Linked DNA regions of Mus musculus: regions 1, 2, 3, 4 and 5 are each linked to region 6. A link is a contact called in public Hi-C, Micro-C, promoter capture Hi-C and targeted proximity ligation data. All regions are on one chromosome and are shown on one strand. The core of a region is the stretch at or near the end of the contact, and the rest is flanking DNA. Distances in the headings are between cores, read along the strand shown.

What was found. Promoter capture Hi-C pulls out the DNA fragments that hold promoters and counts their contacts. A called contact is a pair of places that touch in the nucleus more often than the background predicts.
Region 1: a contact with region 6 is called in a promoter capture Hi-C map of pre-B cells. A contact is called at or near these places in 9 of 39 promoter capture datasets (the C10 cell line, the HPC-7 cell line, cranial neural crest and 5 more) and 3 of 130 datasets of targeted methods (large pre-B cells, pro-B cells and stem cell-derived neural progenitor cells).
Region 2: a contact with region 6 is called in a Micro-C map of embryonic stem cells, with 4 times the contacts expected there. A contact is called at or near these places in 4 of 39 promoter capture datasets (the C10 cell line, the HPC-7 cell line, cranial neural crest and 1 more), 2 of 484 Hi-C or Micro-C datasets (both in embryonic stem cells) and 2 of 130 datasets of targeted methods (embryonic stem cells and stem cell-derived neural progenitor cells).
Region 3: a contact with region 6 is called in a targeted proximity ligation map of bone marrow-derived macrophages, with 2.9 times the contacts expected there. A contact is called at or near these places in 1 of 39 promoter capture datasets (liver), 1 of 484 Hi-C or Micro-C datasets (embryonic stem cells) and 3 of 130 datasets of targeted methods (bone marrow-derived macrophages, embryonic stem cells and pancreatic cancer cells).
Region 4: a contact with region 6 is called in a Hi-C map of liver, with 3 times the contacts expected there. A contact is called at or near these places in 1 of 39 promoter capture datasets (liver), 3 of 484 Hi-C or Micro-C datasets (cortical neurons, liver and palatal mesenchyme) and 1 of 130 datasets of targeted methods (differentiating embryonic stem cells).
Region 5: a contact with region 6 is called in a targeted proximity ligation map of bone marrow-derived macrophages, with 2.8 times the contacts expected there. A contact is called at or near these places in 2 of 39 promoter capture datasets (the C10 cell line and embryonic stem cells), 4 of 484 Hi-C or Micro-C datasets (B cells, CD4 T cells, CD8 T cells and 1 more) and 5 of 130 datasets of targeted methods (bone marrow-derived dendritic cells, bone marrow-derived macrophages, hepatocytes and 1 more).

What each region holds. Positions count from the first base shown.
Region 1 is chr19:38,222,549-38,225,504 of GRCm38.p6, reverse strand. Fra10ac1 (FRA10AC1 homolog (human)) reads left to right here and starts at 1,353. Exons shown (of 14, transcript NM_001081075.2): 1 at 1,353-1,543.
Region 2 is chr19:38,394,592-38,397,420 of GRCm38.p6, reverse strand. Slc35g1 (solute carrier family 35, member G1) reads right to left here and starts at 1,441. Exons shown (of 3, transcript NM_175507.3): 1 at 1,120-1,441. The coding sequence starts at 1,306.
Region 3 is chr19:38,095,722-38,098,421 of GRCm38.p6, reverse strand. Ffar4 (free fatty acid receptor 4) reads right to left here and starts at 1,343. Exons shown (of 3, transcript NM_181748.2): 1 at 729-1,343. The coding sequence starts at 1,295.
Region 4 is chr19:38,189,851-38,192,550 of GRCm38.p6, reverse strand. Fra10ac1 (FRA10AC1 homolog (human)) reads left to right here. Exons shown (of 14, transcript NM_001081075.2): 13 at 2,644-2,700. Among named protein-coding and RNA genes, the nearest start is that of Gm52398, 27 kb to the right of the region's middle.
Region 5 is chr19:36,924,541-36,927,534 of GRCm38.p6, reverse strand. It overlaps Btaf1 (B-TFIID TATA-box binding protein associated factor 1), which reads right to left and starts at 1,456. Exons shown (of 38, transcript NM_001080706.1): 1 at 1,134-1,456. The coding sequence starts at 1,147.
Region 6 is chr19:37,548,982-37,551,828 of GRCm38.p6, reverse strand. It overlaps Exoc6 (exocyst complex component 6), which reads right to left and starts at 1,411. Exons shown (of 22, transcript NM_175353.2): 1 at 1,264-1,411. The coding sequence starts at 1,364.

The DNA of each region.
Region 1 (2,956 bases), core at 104-2,603, 670 kb before region 6:
TGCAGGGCCTACAACAGCAGCACAGGGTTGTTGGAAAACTAAAAAGAAGTTAATAGATAAAAGATGTTTTTTAAAAAGGAACAAAAATGCTAATGCATGTCAAATATTGGTATACAAGAGTTTCATTTAGGCTACAGGAGTTCTTATTAGTGATAAAAGGACAAAGTATTTGGTTTTTAGATATCTATAAAAATTGACTGCTTGACAAATTAACTCAATACTTTAATAATATTAAATTATGAGGTTTCCTATTTACATTTTTAAAGGAAACATTTTTATTGTAGTATAATTCAAATGCACCTTGAAATGCATAAATTTATAATTTTGTAATTAACAAGATTGCAATCGCTGCTCTATGTAAATCAGGGTGTATCTATGATTTGCTGCCAGGAATAAAAAAAGTCTTGAACTGATTGACAGGGATATTGTTATCTACTGGTTAGGATAAAAGATTTAAAATGAACGTGTATTAAGATTCAGAGTTCTTCCTTAACATGGACCCGCTGTAAAAGTGAGAAGCATGCCAGTTCTGTTCAGCAAATGTTTTAGTAGCTCCTGTGATTTCAAAGGCACAGTGTTGGCTGCGGAGTGCGAGATGAATAACTGCTGGTATTGAAGAGAAGCAAGATCTGTACCCAGTGGAAAGAGGAATGGGACGTCACGGTGTAGGGCAAACACAATGCAGGAACAACCCAGTGGAGCTTAAAATAATTTAATTCTGGCTGCCTGAGGTGTTTTTTTTTTTTTTTTTTTTCCTTAAATTTTATATTGGATGCCCTTTCTGCGTGTGCTAGGTTGCTTATTGGCGTAGAATCTGCGACCCTGTGAAATCTTTTTCATTCCCCATTTCTTCTTTTCCTTGCCAACTCGATCTCTTCAGCCGCCAGCACTGCCTTTGGAACAGTATCTATTGTGTGGGTGGCGGAACGCGGGGAAGCTATTTCTGTTCTAATTATGAGCACTGTTTTCGTAGGGGAAAAAGAGGGGGTGATAAGGCAGATCTGAGGCTGAGCTGCTGGCTGGGCGAGGATGCTCGGTGGAGGCGTTACTAAGGTTACTAGAGAGAGGACCGCAGGTGACAGGCGGGGTTTTTCTCTATAGCAATATACATTTTCCAATGAAGGACGTGGGCTGGGCAGTGCCACATTGTACTACATATTGGATTCCCTAGAGGAAAAAGGAGATGGCCCAAAGGAAAAATGAGGGACCAAAGCAGGGAGCCTCTGCTTCCTCTTCCGGGCCTTTTCTTCCGCCGTCTTTGTTTACCCCCGAGCCATTCTGGCTGCAGCACAGAGTCGGCGCGCCGGAGAACGGTGTCTTATCGATGTGACACGCCTCTGAGCCGGGCCGGAAGCGGTTCCCAGCCGGTACCCGTAGGGCCAGGCGTGCAGCGTGCGGTGACAGTGGCGCGGGCGGCGGCGCTGCGTGGCTCTGGAGGACCGGCGCGGACCTGCAGCGGCTCGCTGAGGCCGTGGCTCGTCGCTGCAGCTGTCAGGACTCTTGGGGGCGAACTTGCCAGACAGAGAAGAGCGGAAGGGAAGGGGTGTGTAAGGAGGGCCGTGGGCGTGTTTGATCTCAGAGAGGACTTTGAAACTGGTTCTTAGTAGTTGAGTCTCATTTTTATTTTGACAGATTCGGGAGGCAGCAGATGCCCTATTCTCGAGATTTTCTTAATTCCAGTCAGTTGATAGCATGATTTGAGTGAGAGCTTTTTAGTGAAGCTACTGGGTTAAGATAGCTCAAGGGATGGATGAAGCTGCCCGAGATAAAAAGAAATGTGGCGTCGGAGCAGAGAAGAGGTGTCTGGAATGAGGGGTCAAGATGATCTACTAGTTCCAGGTTCTACTAGTTTCAGGTCTTCCTGTACTAGGTACCGTCCCCAAACTATGTAAGCTTGAGGTTTGGGCTTCTTTACATAACCTCTATGTTAACCTTTACATAAGTGGGGAAGTAGGAGACGCGTCTGTGCCAGCCAGACCTTAGATTCTGCAACTGCTCCAGGCTCCACACTGCGGTTTTCCACCATCAATATATGAAGCACGTGAGGATGGATTAGAGGGTAGTAGAATTTGAACAGCCTTGATGAGATCTGCTAAAAGGTGTGACGTCTAGGTGTATAAGGCAATGATAGCTGTCGGTCAGGAAGAACTGTGGCTTGCAAACCTATGTCTCCAAAGCTTGGCTGTTGCCTTCTCTTTAGCATTTGGTGGGATAAGGAAGAGAGGTATATACTCACACGCCCAAGTTTGAAAATGGAGTTGCAGAGACTCACAGAATTTAATGATTTGACATAGCTACCTTATTTAACAGAATGACAAACAGAAGGTAGTCAAGAACGCAGACACTGGCTATCCTAGCTGTACTTGCCAACACAGATGCTAAAGTTAATGTCTCTTTACCTGGACTGGGTCCTTTCAGCAATAAAGATTGCAACCCACCTTTACCCCTATTAATGTGTGTTACGAATTCTGTACACTTACTGACACAAATACCAAAGCTGAAAAATATTATCACTTGACCTGGACTGGCTCCTTTCAGCTGCAGGAGTTGACTATTGATGATATACAGTAGTAAAATCATCTGTACCCTTGCTCATGTGTGTTCCAAACTCTGTGTAATGCTGGAGTCAGATGCCTTTTCAGGCACAACTGACAGCTGAAGCTTTTCAGCAATTCCAAGACTATCCATCGGAAAATAATAAGACTGACTAAGCCTAGGGGTAAGGAAACTTAGCTTAAGGAGACCTCAGCTAAAACTCATGCTTAAAAATTAAGGAAAAAAAATTTAATCAGTTGATAATGTACTGTTTACAAACACTAATTCTGGCAAGTTGTGCCTAATATTCCCAAGAGATTGTTGAAACTGGGGCCTTAAGAATCAAGTAGATTAGTTTAACTACATTTTCATTCCTAAAATGCAAGTACTTATTTTTAACTTGAAAAATCATAAGCTTTAT
Region 2 (2,829 bases), core at 192-2,691, 850 kb before region 6:
AATGCCAACTTTTGGCTTATAGTGGCTTGTGCTTTGTTTTCAAAATAACTGTTAGAAACTTGTCTTGAAATTGAAGGGCAAGATTCCTGGGCATTCACGATGTGCTGACATTTTTAGCACGTGCTGCCTGAGTAAGTATGCAGACCCCTTCATTCATGCCCGAATGGAAAACTAAAGAGTTTGCAAGGCCCAGTTCCACATTAGGCCAGAATGACATCCACCCATAGGGTGACTAGAAAAAAAACTGACCTCAGGAGCTCCCGGGTTAGTCAGCCCAACATGGGGTAACCTATCCATGCAAACAAAATCAGAAACCCGAGATCTTTTCTCTTTGCTTTCAGGACAGAAATGTAGCAATACTCATCTCCCCGAGACTTTTCTCTCTTAACTCAGAAAAACACAACTAAGAAGGTAGGAACCTGAGTGGGACAAGAGGCACAGAAGTCGTAGGGCATATTCAGGGGAAGAGACCCCGGAGATTAGATTGAGAAAGGTCTAAAAGATGGGCTTCTTACTGGAAAGCTATTTAGTGGAAAGGGCCCTAGGCAGACAGAGTCTCTGGCAAAAGTAGAGAGCCTTACCTAGTGCTGTCTGGACCTGCCCTACCCAGACCTTGGCAGATGGAGGTGGGGTGAGACCGAATCCCGAACCCCCATCTTCCACGGCCTCTCTTTACTTCTTTGTTAGGGGAATTTGAACGAAAGTTAAGGGTTCTTCACCGAGGCTCCTCGCAAGGTGTACCTCGTTTTAAGCCAGTAGCTAAAAAGTCCCCCTGTCCCCCCAAAGCTTGAGGGTCAGTGGTCCACTGAACTCTTCCTCTCTGCGATGCTGAGATTCCGTGACAAACACTTCCAGAACTCCAGTCTTTCCAACTTGGTTCAGGAAGATCGGTTTACACCCACGATGTGGGTTCCAAGTCGGCTTCCTGCCACCCGCTGCCTGGCCCCTCTCGGTGACCTTTCACCTCTGACTGCCACTGGACTGCGAGGTCCTGTCCCCCACCCCCCCACCCCCCACCCCCCGTCACCAATTTGGGGTTATTAACACTCGGAAACTTTCTGGGTCTCGGCTCAGGCCGGTGCGCAGAGGACCAGACCGACCCCGCCCGCCCGCACTCACCGGGCTCCCCACGCGAGCCGCACGCCCAGGCTCCACACGGCCAGCACCTGCCGCGGCCAGGGGCGCCCTCCGCCTCGACGTCCACGTGCTCCTCGCCGGGGGACGCCGGGTCCGCGAGCTGCAGCTCGGGCTCGCGCAGCTCCACCGCCTCGGCTGCAAGCTCCGCCGCGCTCTCCGGGGGCCCCATCCCGCAGCCCGCGCTCTCCCCGCAGCCGCGCGCCTTCTGGCGCCCGCAGCTGCCGCCCGGCCGCTCGGCTCTTCCGGCCCCCGGCGAGCCGGTGCGTGTGCGCGTGCGCGTGCGCCCGGCTCCGCGCGCTTGTCCTCCGCTGCCCTCCCGCCCCGGGGAGCCCGCCGCCTGCGCTCGCTCGTGCTCTCCGGCTGCGGTGGCTACAGCTGGCGCGGTGACTGTCCCCCACCCCCACCCCAGGGCAGTCGGGCTAGACAGCACACTGGTCCTCCTCTGTCTTTGCACAGACAGGGAGGGACGCTTGGTTCTCAGCCCTGGCGCCTCGGGTCTTGGGGCCTTCTGCTGCTTTAGAAAGACTGTACCTCTGAGCTGGGCGTGGTAGCCCACGCCCTTACTCCCAGCAGTTAGGGACAGAGGCATGTGGGTTTGTGAGTTCAAAGCCAGCTAAGGCTGTATAGTGAGACGCCCTCCCTAAATAAATACATGAATTAAATTAAATTAAATTAAATTAAAAGGGACTGAGTGTCTGTTTACTGATATGGATCACCTCTGTGATGCCCCGAGGACTTCTAAGCATTATGTGAGTTTTTAAACACACTTCGACCTGTCCAAGAATTTAAGGTGTAAACATAAAGATTGAAACATAAAATTGAAAAGGAGGGCTCTTTAAAAATGCAAGGCACCTGGGTGTGGTGGCAAATTGAGTGAAGAGGATCTTTGTGACTTCAAGGCCAGCCTGGTCTACAGAGCGAGTTCCAGGAAAGCCCTGGCAGCACAGAGAAACCCTTTCTCCACAAAACCAAAACCAACCATCCAAACAAACAAAAATTGCAAGGCAAAGGGGGCTGTCTCAACAAACTGAGACAAGTAGCTACCTCAGCTCTGTTAGCTCCAGATTTCAAAGAAAGAGACCGATATTCCAAGTGAAGGGCCTAGGCGGGGTAAATTTTACTCTTGATGAACTAACCAGTACCCCGAGCTCTTGACTCTAGCTGCATATGTATCAGAAGATGGCCTAGTCGGCCATCACTGGAAAGAGAGGCCCATTGGACACGCAAACTTTATATGCCCCAGTACAGGGGAACGCCAGGGCCAAAAAGGGGGAGTGGGTGGGTAGGGGAGTGGGGGTGGGTGGGTATGGGGGACTTTTGGTATAGCATTGGAAATGTAAATGAGCTAAATACCTAATAAAAAATGGAAAAAAAAAAAAGAGGGTGTACTCTGAAGATGGAACTCGTAGACAGGAAATGCATTTATTTTTCATTCCCCCTTAGATGGGACTTCGTCTTTTTCCCCATTGGCTGGGGTCAAACCTCACAGTCTTATTCCATCGCCAGTTTTTTAAGAACTGGCCCTCTTGAAATGAAGGAAGAAGGGGAAAGGGGAAGCTGATCTTTGGTTCTGCAATTCCTGGAATATAGCACTGGGCTTTGTGTAAACAGACATTTTAATGGGTGGTGGGAAAGATGGAAACATTTGCGTATGGGTGAGATAAAAGGACGTTGATTCCTTCTCCTAAACTC
Region 3 (2,700 bases), core at 94-2,593, 550 kb before region 6:
TGGGGGGGTTGATTTTTTTTTTTTTAAGATACCGTTTGTCAGGGTGTAGCCTTCATCCACCCTTGCCCTCAATTAAAAAAAAAAAAAAAAGCGATTGGTCTGTGGACACTGCCAACCCTGGAAGCCCTCCTCTGTGTTCGGAGGTTTGGGGGCTGAGGAGGGGGGTGAGTGGGGTTCACATAACCAGCATTTCTGGTCAGAGTATATGCGGGAACAGGAACCTTTCCCCCAGGGGACATCCCACTACTGTAGGATTTCTCCTTGAGACTGCTCTTCTAAGCAGGAGCCCAGCAATAAGGAAGATGCTGGGTGCCCCAGCTTCTTTGTCTGTTAAATAGATGCGATAATAACAGTAGCGTGACATTTGGAGAGAAAGCAGAAACTCTGTGAGAAGCCACCTCGCACCCTGTGTCCCACCTGGCTGTAAGCTCCCATTGCTTAATTAGCCTCATAATAGTCTCTGCAGTTTGCAAAAAGTCCGGGAAGGCCCCCTTAACACTTGTGAGGATTTACTTACCCACTTGGCACTGTGGGTAAACTGACGAAATTAAACTCCAGAGTATTGGGCACTGGGTCTGCCAAAAAGGATACAATTCCACCCACGACCTATTATTGTTACTAGTCACTATCCCCCACCCCCACCCCCGGCCCACGGCTTTGGTCAGATCCTTGCCTCCCACCAGCAGCCCGCCTGGATACTTGTTGCGTTGCACGCAGCCAGCGCTCACCTGGTCCCCGCCGGGAAGGCGCTGCGGGACCACGCGGAACAAGATGCAGAGGGGCAGCGCGGCGAGCGCCGAGTAACCCCATATGAAAGCCAGCAGTGCCGCCTGAGTCCGCCGCCCCGGGCCGCTCAAGCCGCGCCGGAGGCGCACGATGCACACCATGCGCTCCAGGCTGACCGCGGCCAGTGTGAGGATCGTGACGCTGCCGCTCATTGTCATCACGTAGAAGAGCAGGTGGCAGACGACGGGCCCCAACAGCCAGGCCTCAGTCCAGCGCACGACGAGCACTAGAGGGATGGCGCTGGTGAAGAGCAAATCCGCGCAGAAGAGGTTGAGCACCAGGCTGGCTGTCGCCCCACGGCGCCGACGGCGCGCCACCAGCACTAGAGCACACACGTTGCCCAGCAGTGAGACGACAAAGATGAGCCCCAGAACGGTGGTCTCCACGACGCTCAACACCAACCGGTGGTCGCCCTTGACATCCGAGAAGAAAGGGAAGTGGGTGCGATTGACTTGGTCCAGGGTGTGCGAGGGGCCAGGGCCCGTCGTCTGTGCACACTCAGGGGACATGCCGGGCGCCCGGCCGCCCGCCGCTGTCTGAGAGAGCGCTCATCTGCGAGGTAACTGAATGCCAAGGCGGGGAAAGAGGGAGGGAGGAGGTTGCGACACCTCCCCTCTGTCACCCTCCCGCCCGAGTTGCCCAGGCTCTGGGCGTAGGAGCTGCGTCCAGGGCGCACCGGAACGAGGAAGTGCCTGGCAACACTGGCCTGAACACCGTGGGTGGGAAGGTGGCCACCAAGGCAGAGACCTCAGACCCTTGGGCAGTCTAAGTGCTCTTAAGCCAGAAAATTAAAGAATCTCCGCCTCCCTGTCCCTGCCCCGCCCCCCCCCCCCCCCCCGCCCCCGAGGCCGCCTTCTTCATCTTTCATGGACACTGATTACTGAAATCCTACTTAAGCTAACCCTGATCGAAGAGTGTCAGAGTTGAACTTGGGAAATGGTGCGGACCAGTGTAGTTCAGACTGCTCTAAAGAAATCCCATAGGTAGGAGGTTGATCCCAAAACAACTTGTAATGGGCCAGTGTTTATCTGATTTGGGGGTGAGTTAATCTCCTTATATACCAGTTTGTTTGTTTGCGTTTGCAAAATAGGAAGAATTACTTTGCCTGAGAATTTGGTTCTTTGTGTAGAGCATACACCTAGTGTGAGGGAGGCCCTGGGTTTGATACTCAGCACGGAAGTGCAGGGAGGGGTGAGAGGGAGGATGAGGGGAGGGAGAGAGGTCAGGTGCACAGTCAAGCTTTGAAAGTGCCTCAGGCTCCCAGGGTGAGAGCACTTGACCTTCTGATTCTGTTAGAGAAGAAACCTGAGCCTCTGCGAGAATGACTTTGCTAAGGTGGCCTTTGGTGACTAATAGACGTTCCTGGACCCCTAGACTTCCTTCTTGCCATTAAACCACCCACCATTGCTTCTGGTTTCCTTTTCTAGAAAATGAGATAACTAGTCAGTTAAAAGTGTGTTTGGGGACTGAGATCTAAAGACCACTTCTCTAAGTACTCCAACCACCTAAGACCTCATGCCCTCTCCCTTTGCCACACCCCCAGGCCTCTCCTCCTGCCTATTCTGCCTGGTGGTTTGTCTCCAGGTATTTATGAAGAACAGCATGTGCCCGTTGAAGTTGACGGTGGTGCCTGGAAGCGCATGCATGTGCGCCTCTGCTTATCACCCGCATGTGACTCCAAGTACATGCTGTGACTTCTAACATGATGTGCAGATCCTATGTCAGTGGGAGAGAGGCACAGCTGGAGGTTTGGGTAGCTTCAAGTTGGAAAGTGGAACCAGTGGGGGCTGGGCACTGCTGGAAAAGCCAAAAAAAGAAAAAGAAAAAAAAAAAAAAGAGTGAAACGAAGGGGCCTCAGAGATGGGACTTTGGGAACTGTCTGATTGGGGTCAAGAGATACTAGCTCTGTGTAGA
Region 4 (2,700 bases), core at 156-2,655, 640 kb before region 6:
GGGCTGGGGCAATAGTCCATTTGGTACAGTGCTTCCGTGAAAGCAAGAGATACTGAATTGAGTTCTCAGAGCCCACTTTAAAAACTGGGACAAGGTCAGCTCAGTGAGTGAAAGCGCTTGCCACCAAACTTGACAGCTTAATCCCTGAACCCACGTGGGAGTGGGATAGAACTGATTTCCATAGCTTCTTGTCTAGCCTCCATACTGTGTCCTGCATGAGCACCCCTGCATGAGCATGCACATATATAAAAATAAGTGTATGATAAATGTCCAGGTATAGTTGCACACATTTTCAATCTTAGGGCTGGGAAGGCAGAGACAGGCAGATCTCTGGGTTTGTGTCAGGCAGCCTCACCTGTTTAGTAAGTTCAGGGCCAGTGAAAGACCCCTTCTGTGGACAGTACCCAAGGAACAACACTAGAAGTTGACCTTTGTCCTTCATGTATACACGCACACACTATACTTATGCATACCACACACAGACAGATAGACTCATACAAAGGAAATTAGTGTAGAAAAGCTGACTTGTGGAAAGTATTCTTAAGAGGGAACAGAGTGAACACCAGAGCTGTTTGCAGTGTAAGATTTTACAATCAACTGCTTGTTTTTAAAGGCCATGTAGGTTCTGTTCTCTGACGGCTGGACAGTAATGCCATATAGAGAACTTCATTAGGCATAATTGGGTTTTCTGTTCTTTCTTATCTCAGCAAGTGGAAGATTTTATTCTTTCTTGTGTTATCAGTTCAAGACACTGGGAACTGTGTTGATGGCTGTCACAGAGCAGGAATCTTCCTCTAAGACTTTATAGTTTCATCATCATGTGTACATAGCTCATTAGACAGCACCCTCCCCCTGCTATTTGTTAAAGTTGGTGCCACAACAGGTTCAGTTAGGATCAAAGTTCAGGCATACACATTGATTCAAAGATCAGAGTCCAGCAGGTAAAAGGCTAGAACCACCGTGGCAAATCAATGCGGCTTTATTTTTGTCCTGTGCTGAACTGAGGGACGTTCTGTACTGGCAAGCCAAATCCGAGTTAAGTCAGAACTCTAGTGGTAACTCTCCAAGGCAATTAGCTCTTATTACGTCATTCTTGAAGTAGCATCTTTTCTTTTAATCCTATGGACGTTGTGTAAGTTAAGGTTTGTAAAGAGCACACTGTGTTAGGATGAGCACATCAAGATGTTCTCTTACATTTGAAAGAGTATTTGTCAAACATTTGGAAAAATAATGCTTATTACTTTAGAAAAACTTATTCTGAGAAGAGGAGGCCTTCTCAGACATTGTTTGGAAGAATGGAAACTCTCTAACCTTTCTTCTGGAGGAAAACCTGACCCTGTAACTGGGTTAGAGCACATGTGGTGGCCAATGATGCTGCTTTTGGAATTTGATATTTTATTTGGAATAGATAAGCTCCTCAGATAAACATGGGCAGAAATGCACACTGTTCACCAAGAAAAACAGCGTGGTGGACTGTGTGCCCGCCCACTGTGGAGCTCTTGCTAGCATGTTTAAGATCCTGGGTTTAATCACCAGACTGCTCCCCACCCACCCTCACCCCCAATAAAAATAAAAATGGGAAATACAGCCTAAATCCCCACCAATCAGAAATTAACGATTGGTTAATCAAATTCCATATAACAGTTTTTGTTTTGTTTTGTTTTGTTTTGTTTGTTTGTTTAAGGTTTTCACAGGGCTAGATAGATGGCTCTGTGGCTAAAGCACATATTGGCCTTGGAGAGGATCCAAGTTCAGTTCTAGCGCCTTCATTGGGAGATCTGACACCTCAGCCCTCTGCAAACACCTGTACATACATATGCATCATTCAAAACAAAGATAAATCCTAGAAAGAAATCTCATTATAAAAGCTTTGACATATTTATACGTATTGTCAAGGAGAACTGTCTCTGCTATCTCAAATCCTTTATAGTTACAGTTATGCACAGTATAATCTTAATTTAAATATATATATATATATATGAATGATACCTTTTTAAAGACCAACCACACTTAAAAAGTGACTGTATTACCTGTGGCCTGGGGTAACTTTTCCTTAGGACTTTAAACATTTCCAAATTGCTTTTATTTTAGACAGTGGCAGTATGTATTACCTATAAAATCAGTAAAGATAATATATTCCTATTTTTAAAATATAACAAAATAGACCTCACATGAATTATCTAAACTCAACTAAAATTTATTCAATATTGGATAAAGTAGTATCAGGCAGACAAACTATTCCATGATGTAATTACATTAGTAAGTGGCTCATCTCCAGTGAAAACCCTTAGCCTACAGGAACTAATCTTGAGTGTAGGTCCTAATACATATATGTTCTTTACAAAATTCTTCATTTCTGTTGTATGGCCAAGGAAATAATTAAACCAGCTGCTATTTTAGTGTAACATGGGGAAGTTGTTCATTAGATATTACTTGCATTCACTTTTTGATGAGGCTCTGGTGTTTTTCATATTGTTTAATTTTTTAAAATTTATGGTATCTTGAGGAATAAGTTAAATTTTGTGGAATCATAGAAGTTGAAGCTAAAATACTGCTAAATTCATGGTTAATTTAATTGCACTGGTAAACGATTCAGAATGCGTTATGTTAAAACAATGACGACATTTCCTTGTCAATGAGCAGGAAACGCTGAGGAGGAAGACAGTGCTTCAGACTCTGAGCTCTGGAAGGGTCCGCTGC
Region 5 (2,994 bases), core at 207-2,706, 620 kb after region 6:
CTTGTATTCTCTTAAAGCAGTTTCATAGGTGCTGAAATAAGAGTCTTTCTCCCACTAAGTCTGCTTATGAAATAAAAATTAGCTGTCCCTACTACCAGTACCTAGCAACTCCCTTCACTCAGCTCCCATGGGATTCTCCCACACACTATTTCATCAGTTACCTAGGGAGTGTGTGACTTGGGTTACTCCTTCCTTATAAGAGTGTGCATAAAGGAATGTGTTCAACTAATTTCGAAAAATTAGTGAAAGCTGTTTATTTTCGTCATTTATCTCCCTCAGTCCATTTGGTGAAAGGACTCAATTCTCATTATCTCATCATCCCTAAAGGACTTTGGTAACTCTTAATGACTAAACACGGAGAGACCATCCCGACGACTTAAACGTCAGCGGGACACCAAAATCATTTCCAAGTTTTCAACTCATTCTATCATCAGAAGCTACACAAGTTAAATGTTTATACGTCTTTCCATAATTTTCCCAGACTCTTCCACGTGGGCAAAATTTTACAATAATTTAAGATCTGTGATAACGCTTGGGGAAAGATGCTAAAATAGTCATCTGCTTAAGACCACACGCTGATTGACAGAATACTTACTGCTTAACAAAAAGGAGGAATTAGACCTCAAGAAAAAAGTGAGCAAGACTATACCCGTTACGCTGTAAATTTTTTTTAAAATTTAGCATAACCAGATGGTCTCTTAGATAACAGTGTTTCAACCCCCGCCTCCATCGACAGTTACTACCAAGTTTTGCCGTGAAATGGTGGTTTGGGAACAGACTTTGATACTACGAAAGAAAAAGAAAAGAAACTCGCCTAGAAATTCAAAGAGGGAAGAGAAACCAAAGAGGAGCAACGTGGTGAAGAAAAAAGAAAAAAGGAAAAAAGAAAAAAAAAAAAAAGCCAGATCGAACGCGCCGAGTCACATTTAACCAGGAGAAAAAGCGCTTCGTGAGCCGACTTCTCCGGGTAACCCGAGCCCAAAGCGCCTGCCAGCCGAGGGAAGCCTCGGAAGTCTGGGCGAGCGAACGAGAAGCAGCGCTCACGCCCCGCACCGTCGCGCCGGGAGCCGACCGACAGCCTCGCCCGCCCGCCCGCGCGCGCTCCCCGTTAGCTGACGGGCGGCGACACCCACCTGGAGACCGCCATGGCCGGCGCCGGCGGTTCGGAACTCTCAGGGAGCTACACGCCGCGCCGCTCCGGCGTTCGTTTCCCGAGCAGAGCGGCGCAGGCCCAGGCCGCCGGGCGCAGGGCGGCAGGCGGCGCGGCGTGGAGCGGCCCGCACGGGCCTTCCGGCATGTGCCGGCCACCGGAGCTCGTCTCCGCAGCGACCAGGGTCCCACACACGGGCGGAGGCGGCGCCGCTCTGACCCGCACCACTTCAAACCGGGTGCCCCCAGCCCCGCTCTCTGCTGACGCAGACGCCGGCACGCCGGACTTAGCGTCTGCACGCCGGAAGTGACGTCACCGGCACGTTTTCCCCCCCCCCCCATCCCCACTCCCTGCCGGCGAGCGGAATGTAGCAGCGCCCCGCGGCAGTGGGAGCGGGTTGGCAGCGTGGATCGGGAGCCCGGCTCCCAGTCTTTAAGATTAATGGGAGAAACGGAAAGAGGTCTTGATCTTCCAGAGAGCGATAAAGATCACCTAGCTAAAGTTCCGAAAGTTCCAAACCTCGGTCTCTAAGTGCTCTCTCCATCCTGACCCTACTACCCAGCTAGGCGGCTTCCAAACAGGAACAAACTGGAGAAAGGAGACTCCGGCCCAGGTCGCGATGCTGTGGGCGGGATGAAGTCAAGAAGGAAACACTGCCGAGGGCTGGCTAGGGTGGTGCAGGCCTATAATCCTAGCACCTGGGAGGCTGAGGCAGCAGATTGTGAAATTGGGGGTCAGTCTGGGCTACAAAGCAATCTCCGGGCCAAGAATTTGCAGTGTGGTTCCGCGAGGAAGAGGGTGGGAGGAGGCTCAAGTGTGTGTTTACTATTATTTACCATTAAGTTCTGCATAAATGGTGAAGGGACTGCTAATGATTTTGCCTAGGCCTATCACCCTTCTTCCCGTCTTTTCCTCCTTCCGTCCCTCCACTGCCAAACACTCCTCTGTAAACTACCATAGCCTTAGAATTTGTTTTTAATGCCAGTAGTCAAACTAGTATTTCTCTAGTTTCGGCAAGCCCAGTTTATAGGCCACTGACAGATTAATCATCAAAAGCACCTGTCCTGTCGCCCTTCCTTATAAAACATGCCCACTAGCTTCTTGTTACCTATTTAGAAGTTATGTCTCAGGCTTTGAGTCTGCTTGTCATCTGTATGATGAGAAGCACTGTAAAAGGTTGTGGAAGGTGGGGAGGGATGTCATGAACCCAGGAAAGTTCACAAGAACTTGGTGAACTGTAAAATAGATCTGTATAGGAAAAGATGAACTAAGTACTTGCTAAAGTATTGCACAGGTGACTAACATTACCCCTTACATTACAAGGCAAAGCTATAAAGTAGTGTGATGTTTTTCCACGGTGGGGCTAGAAGCCCAGGATTTGGGTTCTATACGAAGTATAGAAGAGTGTTTTGAGCAAGAGAAATGATCTAGTTTACATTTTCTATATGTTTTCCCTAGTATCAAAAAATATAGGTCCAGGGCTGGAGAGATGGCTCAACAGTTAAGAATGCTGGCTGTTCTTCCAGAGGTCCTGAGTTCAATTCCCAGCAACTACATGGTGGCTCACAACCATTTGTAATGGGATCTGATGCTCTCTTCTGGTGTGTCTGAGGAGAGGGACAGTGTACTCATATAAATAAAACTATATATATGTATATATATATATATATATATACACATATATACACACACACATATATATGTATGTATACACACACACACACACATATATATATATATACATATATATATAGTCTAAAGCTTTGAAGAGAGGAAAGGCCTATTGTTATCAACTTGGTTTTTTTCCCCAAAGGCAATAGATTTTTAAAAAATGTGTATGTGTG
Region 6 (2,847 bases), core at 162-2,661:
ACCTCTGAATTTGAGGACAGCCTGGTCTACAAAGTGAGTTCCAGAATAGCCAGGGCTACACAGAGAAACCCTGTCTAGCAAACAAAAACAAAGGAAAGAAAAAGAAAATTAAAAGATACTAATGAGGCCTTTGCATATCATAGCAGGAACTTTCTGTAATAAAAAAACATAACCTGCCTATTAAGTGCTTGGAGGTAGAGAATAAATGGGCAAGATCTCTCATGTTCTAAACAACTTCCCACCCCCACCCCCACCCCAACCCCACCCCGTTCTACAAATACAAAAACAAGGCCAAGGGGGTTAAATGATTTTTTCAGTCATCAGTGACAGGTTTATGAGAAAGAAACAAGAAACACACCACATGATCTGGCTCCCTGGGGCAAAGTGAATTTACAAGTTGAACTGACTTCATTTTATCTACATTTACAGTGAGAAAACAGAATTCCATTTCCAGGAAGTGTGTCCTGAAGAAAGACTACTGACAAAGCACAATCCGTCTCAAATTCCCTTAATGAACCACAAGTTCATTCATCCTAATTGCAAAAGATGAAATTGTAATCCTTGAAGTGTCTAACCTAGTGTTAATGGCTAATAGCTCTGTACCAGTACCAGTCTATGGGGGCAGAAAGTATTCCGTCCGGTATGGACTATTCATTAACTGGTACTATTCCTAAAGAGAGTGGGTTTGGATCCATTTAAAATACGCTGAAATTTTAATACAAAATCAACATAACGTTTGTCAATAAGTAAAAGCTTCCTGTCCCAAGAGCATCGTCACCCCTGCGTGAACTCGAGCTGTCAGCCCACGCTCGCGTCTCGCCCGGGGAGAAGGGTGCTGCAGCGTGGGAGAAAGGTGCTGGCGTCTCCCGCTCAATTTCAATTCTCCCACGCCCAGAGCAGTCAGTGCGCTGGGGTTTCCATCAGCGCGCAACTTGGCACCGGGATCAGTCACGCCGGCCACCTGCAGGTGACCTTCGTCCCCAGCACAGAGCAGACAGCCTCCGCCTAGGGGTCAGGGCCTTGGGGCATCAAGGCCCTAGGCTGGGGCGGCTCTCCGGGTCAGAGACACCCTGGCAGCCACACCCACAGGCGGCGCGGTGACAGGTGCCCGGGCCCTCCGGGTCCCGCAGCCCACGAGCGCCCGCCCCCGCGCGCACCACCTGTCGGGCCGACGCGCGCGCACCCGGCAGCGGACGCCCCGCCCGGCTCCTAAGGAGTCCCTGGTCAGGGCAGCCCGAAAGCCGGGGCATGTGAGAACTTTACCGGAGGGTGGGCCCTACGCAGGCGGTGTCGGTGCTTTCGATCTCCTGCAAGATCCGCTCGTGCTCCGGGACCGTGCCCAGAGCCTCGCAGCTCTCCGCCATCTTGGCTGGAAGCGGAGGCGCCGGCCGGGCGCGGCGGCGCGCGGACCACAGGAGCGAGCGGCAGGTGGCGCAAGCGCGGCGCGGCGCTGCGGGGCGGGGAGGGGCGGGGCCTGGAGGGGTGGGGCGCAGTGGGTGGGGCCCGCCCGGGTGGAGCCCGCCCCTGGGGAGGTAAGGATGACCTGGAGAGGGTGGGGATCGGGGCGGGGGGGGGGGGTGGCCGGGAGGGGAGGGGAACCACCACCTCCATCTTTCCTCGCGACCTGCCCTTAGTTATCTAGAGATGTTTTAGTGCAGTGTGTGCTGTTGTGCACTGCAGGTACCCTAGCAATAACGGAGGTGACCCTCGGTCACACGCCCTCAGTAATAGTGATAGAAGCTACTGAGCACCTGATGGGCTTTAAATAGTGGGGAGTCAGAGAAAAGCAAATGCTTTCCCGAAAATCAAAACTGAGTGTGTCGTTGAGATTTATTTTAAGAACAAACAAAAATTCTATACCTCGACTGCTCTGAAAAAATCGTGTCCCCTGCCGGATGCAAGTTCACCGAGGTTAGTCATATTGGACATAAACTATCAAAATGAGGGAAAATGAGAACAAGACTAAGGCGCTTGCTGGCAACGTAGAAAAGAGGCCCAGGGCAATGTTGGATTTCATGCTGAAGCTCTTGAATCCAAGCGCTCCCAGGGAGTGGTAGCTGGGCTGGGGTGGGAATAGACTTCTAGGGGGAAAGAATGAGCAATAAAGTGGTAGAAGGAAATGGCAGGTGGCTTGAGCAAAGGGACACATGTAGAAAAAGAGGCTTGCTTAACAACCTGTATCTAGGACACCGTGTAAACCAGCTTGTCATGATCAAAGCACTGATGGAAGATTAGTCAGAAAAGAGTTCAAACCTAGCCAGAGGGACAACTAATTTTCTGCTCTCCCTAAGTTCAGGAGCTCTGAGCTTCCCTGTGAGTCAGGCAGGCTTTGCACGAGCCAGCTGTCAGACTCACTCTCTTCCCTGGGCCTCTACTACCAGCTTTTTCCCTCTTCTTCCTCCTTTTCCTCCTTCTCCTTTTCTCCCTCTTCCTCCTCCTCTTCCTCCCCATAAGAAATCCTGGGAGATGATATTGAGAAACAATTAAGAACATGTCCTCTGAAGACAACTGTCCCAAACCCCACTCAGTCATGTGACACTAGGCAAAACTTAATACTTTTCTATCTCAGTGTCCCCAGCCGCAGCTGCTAATAACTGTGGTATCTACCTTGTACTACATCCTATATTATATTAACTTCCATTATTTCTGTAACAAATGCCAGAGCATAAAATGACTCAAGTGTAATCTGTTAGAATGCTCACTGGGCTATAGTCAACATGGCGACACAACTGCATTTTTTTCCAGACTCTAGGAAAGAATTTGTTCCTTTTCTTTGCCAGATTCCAAATGCTATCATAGTCTTTGCCTATGACTTTCTCACTGTGTGGCTCTGGTAGCCTTGAACTC